Regions from separate parts of the Zea mays genome. Here regions 1 and 2 are each linked to region 3. Evidence: chromatin contacts called from public Hi-C data. All regions are on one chromosome and are shown on one strand. The core of a region is the stretch at or near the end of the contact, and the rest is flanking DNA. Distances in the headings are between cores, read along the strand shown. Region 1 holds the start of LOC100279441 (DUF1995 domain protein). Region 2 holds the start of LOC100276702. Region 3 holds the start of LOC103638085 (CDT1-like protein a, chloroplastic).

Region 1 (2,700 bases), core at 199-2,698, 440 kb after region 3:
TTTGATCAGATATATACAAGAAAACATTAATACTTATGGTATATAATTAATATTAATTGATAGAGCTTTGAATCTATTTTATTAAACTTATCTACAGATAAAAAAATATTAAGTGTTGTTTGGTTGTATACTTGAGGTGTTAAAAATGTTCGCTACTTCACTTGCCACATTGTCACGCCTAGGGTAAGACAGGTTTTACTGAGCTAGGCGTGTGTTTAGTTTGTGTGTTTAATTTGTAGCTATAGTTATGACAAGATTTTTCTCCTTTTGTGTAGGCTCCGGTCCTCGATAATCCATAAAGTGTGGCAAGATTTCCTTAAGCATGCCTAATATGTGGTGTAGAAATTGAGTGTCTAACCTTAAGCAAGTGTGGTAGAAAATGTGTGGCAATTTTGGTACTTTAGGCACACAACTAAACATGCCCTGTGTTTAAATTCTGCGCCACAGTTTGCTACGTTTAAGAGAACTTTGCCATACTTTTACATGTTATTGACAATGCCTATGGAGCTGGAGAAAATTAAATTTTGTCATAACTGCGGCTATAAACTAAACACATGTCTAACTTGATCAAACCTGACTAACTTTAGATGTGACAAACTGTGGCAATGAAGTAGCAAACCAAACAACTCTAATCTTTCCTTGGGACCATAGAGTTAGCAGGAGCATGTAGACTAGTACTAATGTGTTGCTACAGTTTCTATTTTACATAAATAAATATTATTTAAAGGATATAGTTGTTCAAACACGTTAAAACATTTACAATGATTTGTACTATGTTTGAAACAGTCGTTATGCCTGAATTTAACACATCTACTATAAAATCTACATAAATGTATTTTACATGTCGAGTAATAAACCACAACACAATTTCGTCGTGCCAGTCTCCCATCAGGTGGCTCGAGCGACATTGAACCCTAGCCACTACGGCCCCTCCCTCCTGTCTACGCCTTACATCACTGGAGTAAGTAGTTGAAAGTCTAGATAGGATTTGCGAGGATGGTAACAATGGGATTCTCCTTGCATGGCCTGTTAGGACTTAGCCTTTTCTGAGCACGGTATGGTCCATTGTCCATTAAGCCCGCATTAGCCTAGGCCGATCATCGTGAGGTACCACGTCGACACGGTCCGATTTTATTTTTTCCCAAATTTTTATAAAAATATTTATATTATATTTGAATATAAAGTATGAATAAAAAATATGTACGTCATTTTTGTTAGGTAAGTGTGAATATGTGTTGGAGCGAATCATCTCATTTTACCATTTAAACGGATGTGTTGTGCACATATTTAGCTTGTAACGAGAAACTCCTGCATTATACTCTGGCGCAGATCAAAAACCGCCACTTAATTTACACAAATTCCATCGGACGGGAAATTGATGGAACCCCGTTTCTATGCGTTATCCAAAGAGCTGCATAGCAGCGCTTCTCCCAGCCACGTCTTCATCACACACGGTCGCGGCGCGAAGCAATGGCGACCACGGCGCCGCTGCTCTCGCCCCAGCGCGCTTGCCCTACCCATCTCCGGCGCCGCCTCTCGCCCCTACATCTCGTATTCCCCCTCGACGCGTCAGCGAGGCGGCTGCGCCTTCGCCGGGCGCCGCCACCTTGTTCGGCCAAGTTCGGCAAGTTCGACGCCTCCGACGCCCCGGCGGAGGCCGAGGAGGCGGGGGGCGCGACGGATGGTGGGCTGGCGCAGCCCGTGGAGGAGGACGACAGGTCGGGTTCACTGCACCCTCAACTCGTGCGTAATTGAGAACACAAAAGATGCTGACGTTGTGAAGCGGCCTTCGCTGTGGTTCAGTTGCTTGCCATCGGATTTGGAGGGCGCGATTCGGCAGTCAGGGAAGGCGAGCGCAGATTTCGTAAACTCCGGAGGCATGCGAGCTATCGTATGATTCTCGCTGCGCATACTGCACATGCATATTGTCGCTTCTGTAATTCGGCTCAATCGTATATGCTGTAATAATGTATAAATGATGACATAATTATAGAAGTACTCTCTTTTTGCTGAGCTTCTGATTAGGCATCTTTACCATACGATTATTGACGATTTACGATTAGTGGTGTCAATATTGCAGGCAGAACTGCTGATCCCTCAGTTGGAATTCCTCAACGAGGAAGGAGCACAGGCTGAACTCTGGGCGTTGTCAAAGATTTTCCTGGACACACTTGTACAAGAGACAGGACAGGTTTGGATACAAGGTCGTTTCAGGCTTTCAGCATTAGACATGGCTTTTACTTTCTCCAACTTATAATTGCCTCACTCTCACTCTAATTGATGTTTGAGTCTACCAATTATCACTTTGCAAATTTGTTGCTCTCGACCTCTTGTGATTTATGTATTTGTCTGTTTCTGATACCACTTGGTGTTCTGCAGAAAGTTACTGCCATTTTCCCTGACGCTGGAGCAGCTGCCCTTCTCAAGCATCAATGGAAAGATGCACAATTCAAGTGTGCCAGGTACTAATGTACTATCCACTGAGAAGTGATGGTTTCATACCAAGTTGATGTAACTTGTTGCATCTCATGATTTTCTGACTACGAGCGGCATGCTACCGACGTCAATTGGAAATCACAATTGATTTTCTTTTGAGACCAGGAACAGTTAATTTTCTAGCTACCAAGAATTGGCCAGTTCACCTTTAGTCCTAGTTGCAAATGCCATATTATACTGGACATGACAAGGCAGAATTCTGAC
Region 2 (2,700 bases), core at 93-2,592, 370 kb after region 3:
TAATAATAATAACGATATAAATGAATAAATATAATTATGTAGTGACTTGAGATTATGGAACCTTTGGAGATCATTTGATTTTGTTTTATTTGTGCATATTCAGTTAATGGAATTATATTGGTTAAATAACAAATAAATAAATGTAAAAAAATGCATATCATGCTGGAATTCTTGTGTGTTTGCATTTGTACTCAATTTTTGTAGACAAGTTAAGTTTGAAAAGTAGAATTTGAAATAGAAGGGGAAATAAGAAAAGCGAAAGAAAATTATATTAAAGTCATTTACTATTGCTAGAATTAAATAATGGGAAGGAGAATAGATAATAAATAAATAAATTACAAGAAATAAAAGTATTATTCAGGTGAGAATTGTGTTTGATATCTAGGAATTCGAAGTTCAAATATGAATTTAAATTCAGTTTGAAATCTGAAAATGGGTAAAAGGAGGATAGAAAATAAAATGAAAAAGGATATGGGAGCAGTCTCGGTTTTGGGCCTAATGTGGCCAGTTGGCCCGTGTACTCCTACTCCGCGGCCCACTACTCCTTCTGCACCCCACCCCCCCTATCGCGTGCGCCGCTCCCAGTCATCCGACCAGTGGGGCCGCACGACAGTCCGGCCAGTCCCTCCAGCCGCTCACTCGCATTTGTTTCACCGAAAGGTGGAACCCCCCCCCCCCCCCCCCCCCCCCCCCCCCCCCGCCCTCGTCAGTCGTCACCTCACCGGCGCGCGGGCCTGCCTTGTCGGACGCATCTTGCTCCTCCGTCCATTCCAGGTTCTGTTCACAGGACGCATGCTCCACCGAATCCCAACCGAAGGCCGTGAGCCGTAACCACGTTGGGGTTGTTGCGATTTTATCGCCAGCCTAATGCGACCACTGGAGTATAAATATGCGCGCTCTCGTGTCGGGCTTGGCGAATCCGCAGCCCTCCCTTTCTTCTTCCCTTGCCCCTCGGTACAGAGAGTTGGTGCGAGGGATTGGGGGAGCACCACATGAAGAACCTGCTGTCACTAGTATATATGAACACACGGTCTTCTTTACTGCGCCGGCGACGGCGAACCAGACCAGCTAAAATGAAGATAACGATACTTAGGGTACTTTATAAAATAAAGAAAAATCCATTCCAGGCCATGGAAGGTGGACCTTGTGTCTGGTTGGCCCAAAAACAGTGTCTTCAGCTGGCCCACAAATCATCCTCGGTCCGAAGAAGAGCGATCGACAAGGGCCCACGTGTAGACGCTGGTACCGCGCGCGGCACGGCAGTACTCCTTGGTCAGCACCCAGTCGCCAGGCCCTTCCTTCCAACGCAAGAGAGCTAGGCGGCGTGTTCCGTGCCTTGCCTTCCCAAGCAAGCAAGCAAGCTTTCATAATGTAGTATTGTAGTAGTTTCATTCAATTCACGAGTCACGACGTTCACGAGTCACGCCAGCATCAAAGCCGTGCGTGAGTAGGCCGATCTCTTGGATGATGGAGGAGGACCAGCAGATAGTCGCTGGCGTGGACGCCGCGGCCCGAGGCGGCGGCGGCCTGGGCCGCGCGGGAGCCGTCTTTCTCACCGCGACCTGCGCCGCAGCCACCTACAGCGCGGCGGCGGCAGGGGACGTCCCGTCCGTGGCGTTCGTGGTCGCCAGCTACGGCGCGCTCCTGCTTCTGCTGCGCTCCCTGCGCGCCTACGAGCTGGCGCCGCCGGAGGCGGCTGCACGCAGGGAAGCGCTCAGGCGCAGGGTCTGGGCGCTCTGCACGCTACTCAGCGTGATGTTCGCGTGGAAGGTTGCGAGCGTCGTCGCGACGCCGTGGCCGGTCGCTGTCGGCGTCTGGGCCGCGGCGGCCGTCACATCTGCCGCTGGGTTCGTTCTGCTGTTCCGCCAGCAGCAGCGTCGCCAATGAACGAGTGATCGGTGGATGTGTGTTCCGTCTGTAACTTGTAAGCTCCAAGAGCCTCAAATAGTTACAGGCATGGGATGGGATCGATGCCTGGCCTGGTTGCTAGCTGCTGTACGTATCATCTCAAACTTTCTGATGGTGATACGCAATTCGATCAAGTGCCTGATCGACGAGCTTTGTTTTATTATTTTTGGCAGGTTAGATTGCCCGTGCAATGCATGCATGCACGATGATGATGTTGTGCATATGTTATTGAAGGTTTTCCGTGTGCTGGTGCTGGTGCTGGCCTGGTGATACGGAGGAAGAAATGCTTTCAATCTACTGTACCCGGCCGGTACGTTCAGATGAATTGTGATGGCCTCTGCCACAAACCTATGTGTACGTATTGTATATATGTGCATGACACTATTTTAGCCTCATATCACTAGTTGATTGATATATTTCTGCGATCCAATTATGTGTTCGTTCTGCGATCCAATTATTTCCTTGGATTCATGCATGCTCCAGGAACCTTTTAAATCCATCATATCACTAGTTGATTGATATATTTCTAGTTCGAGCATATTCTTCATTACTATTGAAGTTAAGAGCTTTTTTTTATTTTTGTAGTTTTTCGTGAACTTATTTCTATCCGTTTTAAGTTCATCACTGTGCTCATCGGTTATCATCGAGAAAATCCAGGCACCAGTTGGCTCCTAAGCCTCTATTTTGAGAGTTTCGGTGTTTTGGAATTTCGAGGATTGGAAAATAAGCCTTGGAAAATAGGCCAAGATTGCCTCTGAGCAAAATAATAATAATAATAATAATAATAATAAT
Region 3 (2,700 bases), core at 53-2,552:
TTTGCCTCTAATATCATCTCCAACAATGATTCAATTGAATCAGGACCATATCTTGATTAATAAAAAATGGCTCTAGTAGTGACCTATCTATATTATCCATAACCTTTTTTTCTAATAATATAATTTATTCCTTAAACTACATGATTAGAGTTTAATTGATAGAGCTCAATTTGTTTTTAATGTTCTAATCACTTTAAATGATGCAATACTCTAATTGCACTTTAAATGACGCAATATTTTAATTTTTAAGTCACTATTTTGAGGTACCTTGTTAGAGATACTCTATCCTAATGTGAAAGTTTATAATATAGGTGTGATATAAATTTGACCATAAATTCAAAATCAACATTTTAACTTTGATTCTAAAAATATTTTGGATTTGATAAAAAAAATGGTAATTAACATTAAAAGAAAAAACAACGCTGCTAGCTCTGGACGTTTGAACAGACGCCGATACCGATCATGTCGGTCTCAATGTTGATTGGTTTGATCGTCTAATTGCTGGATCTGATACGATTTGTTCGGTCGATACTAACCATAATTGATCGACTTTAGTGATATAGTTTTTATTGGTCCACATTAGGGATGTATCTAATATTTTAATATAGATATTAATAATATTACGAAGTATAATAATAAATTTCTATATAAATTTATGTATGTATTATTTTCTCTATGCAACAAAAATAGAAACATCTAATCTGTATCCAGATAGGTATCCAAATTTTATATCAAGTATTAAAAATATAGAACAAATTCAGTGTTTACTTTTTATAAAAAATAATAGATTCAATACTAAAAATAATAATATAAATTTACATAGCAAAAATTTATGTGTTTATCCGAATAAGTATCTAAATCCATCCCAAGTCACACGTGCACCACATCAACTAACTGTTATTAACCTTTTGAACTTCAAAATGTTTTAAAAAATTATTTTTTAAATCCTGAAATTCAACGTATAAAGTAGAGTTTATTTATGAAATATATTGTTTATGTTCAGGAAAATATTTTATTTTATGTTATAAAAGAAAAGATGATGTAATGTTAAGGTAAATATAGCTTAACAATAAAATATACAGTATGCACTAGAGCAGCCGCCAACGTGACCCCGATATATGCCAGCCTAATCTTGGCGCGAACGCCTCCCAACTCGCTTGCCCACGTGGCCTCGCCCACACCTCTTCGCGCCATCTCCGTTCCCGCCAGGCCTTGGCGCCAGCTTGTTCCCGCCAGATCTTCGCGCCATCTCCCACCTGGTAACCCGCCGTATATATCCACCGTCCTTATCTTGTTCCCTCAGTCGTTAATCCCCGACCCAAACCACCACTCACCGAGACACCGCAGTCGCCTTCGCCCTCTCAAGATTGAGATGGACGCCACCCCGCCATCCAAGAAGGCCAAGACGACGGCCGCGCCGCCGCCGCGCAAGCTGCGGGAGGCCGCCGCTCTGGCGGACGAGGTCCGGACGCCGGATAAGGCCGCGAAGAAGATGACGCCGGCGGCGGCGTTCGAGCAGATCCCGACGCCGGAGAAGCCGGAGGAGATGCCGAGGGCGCGCGGCCGCAGCGTGGCGTTCTCCGTCAAGGAGATCCGCCGGGCGGCGCTCGGGCTGCGGCGGCCCGCGGCGCAGGCCGAGGCGGCGGTGGAGGATGATCTCGAGTCCGTCGAGCGGGAGCTCGGTGTTGGCGCCGGGGCTGGCCGGAGTCCCGTCAAGCGCAAGGCGGAGGTCAAGCTGCCGGAGAGGTAAAGATCTCTGTCCCCCGATGTGATTCCAGATCTGGTTTGTGCTTGAAAATCGAACCGCTTGCAGATTTCGTATTAGTATCTAGGCATCTAGCAACGCTTACTTTACCTTTTCCCCAATCTGAAGTCTAGCACCTAGTAGCGAATTTATGTAATAGAACATCTAGATACTAAAACCACGAATAATTCTTCACTGTTAGGCGATATGATTCTTTGGTGATGACATATCTTCACTGTTATTGCAGTTATGAGATGCTCTTCGAGTTCTTCAACTGCCTGGAGAGCTCTACCCGACTGCTCCGTATGAAGGGGTCCAAGGCCACGTTCCCCAACATCTGTTCTAGCATTCAGAATTTGACCGAGCGGTATAAATCTTGTTCACAAATACTCATACATTAAACTACAGCGCTGGATTGCTGTATTAACGAGTTTCCTAATTCTGTGACTGCCCACAGGAGATTTACCCACAGCCATCTTGCACAGCTCAAGTACATAATGCCAGAGGCGATCGTCATCAACAAGATCCTTTTGCGTGACGACACGACATGCTGCATGTACCCTGATCTTCAGGTGAACCTCCTAGTTGGTGCTGTTGAGAACGTCCTTAAGCAAAAGGGAGAAACTGCATACCTGGCATTAAGAAGGACCTTTAGGCAGAGGCTCGTGGAATTCTACAGGGAGCACCCTGAGGTAAGGAAACTGCTATTCTTAACACTTGGTTACTGCTTTGTCAGAAGTTCAAGGCTGTTTTTTTCCTTCTAATCAGATGAAGACTGTAATAACATTGCCTCTGTTGTTAATTTCAGGGAGATGACATTCCAGAGCACGAGCTGCCACACCCATTCAACCGAGCGAGATCGAGCTTGCCCCAGGACGAACAAAGGACTGCTCCTGAATCTTCGTCCCCACTCAAGCCATCTGATGTCAATGGACAGCAGCAGACCGCTGCTGTGA

Evidence for each region. A called contact is a pair of places that touch in the nucleus more often than the background predicts.
Region 1: a Hi-C map of ear shows a contact between it and region 3, with 2.4 times the contacts expected there. The contact joins the promoter of LOC100279441 here to the promoter of LOC103638085 in region 3. A contact is called at or near these places in 3 of 25 Hi-C or Micro-C datasets (bundle sheath, ear and leaf).
Region 2: a contact with region 3 is called in a Hi-C map of ear, with 2.2 times the contacts expected there. The contact joins the promoter of LOC100276702 here to the promoter of LOC103638085 in region 3. A contact is called at or near these places in 5 of 25 Hi-C or Micro-C datasets (bundle sheath, ear, endosperm and 2 more).

The regions. Positions count from the first base shown.
Region 1 is chr9:21,775,758-21,778,457 of Zm-B73-REFERENCE-NAM-5.0, forward strand. It overlaps LOC100279441 (DUF1995 domain protein), which reads left to right and starts at 1,449. Exons shown (of 9, transcript NM_001152448.1): 1 at 1,449-1,718; 2 at 1,804-1,891; 3 at 2,081-2,191; 4 at 2,380-2,462. The coding sequence starts at 1,471. LOC100283300 (iron-sulfur assembly protein IscA) reads left to right here. Exons shown (of 3, transcript NM_001156202.1): 3 at 1-74.
Region 2 is chr9:21,710,283-21,712,982 of Zm-B73-REFERENCE-NAM-5.0, forward strand. It overlaps LOC100276702, which reads left to right and starts at 1,343. Exons shown (of 2, transcript NM_001350801.1): 1 at 1,343-1,924; 2 at 2,082-2,381. The coding sequence starts at 1,465. The coding sequence ends at 1,887.
Region 3 is chr9:21,338,576-21,341,275 of Zm-B73-REFERENCE-NAM-5.0, forward strand. It overlaps LOC103638085 (CDT1-like protein a, chloroplastic), which reads left to right and starts at 1,303. Exons shown (of 7, transcript XM_008661075.4): 1 at 1,303-1,746; 2 at 1,992-2,111; 3 at 2,202-2,436; 4 at 2,553-2,700. The coding sequence starts at 1,373.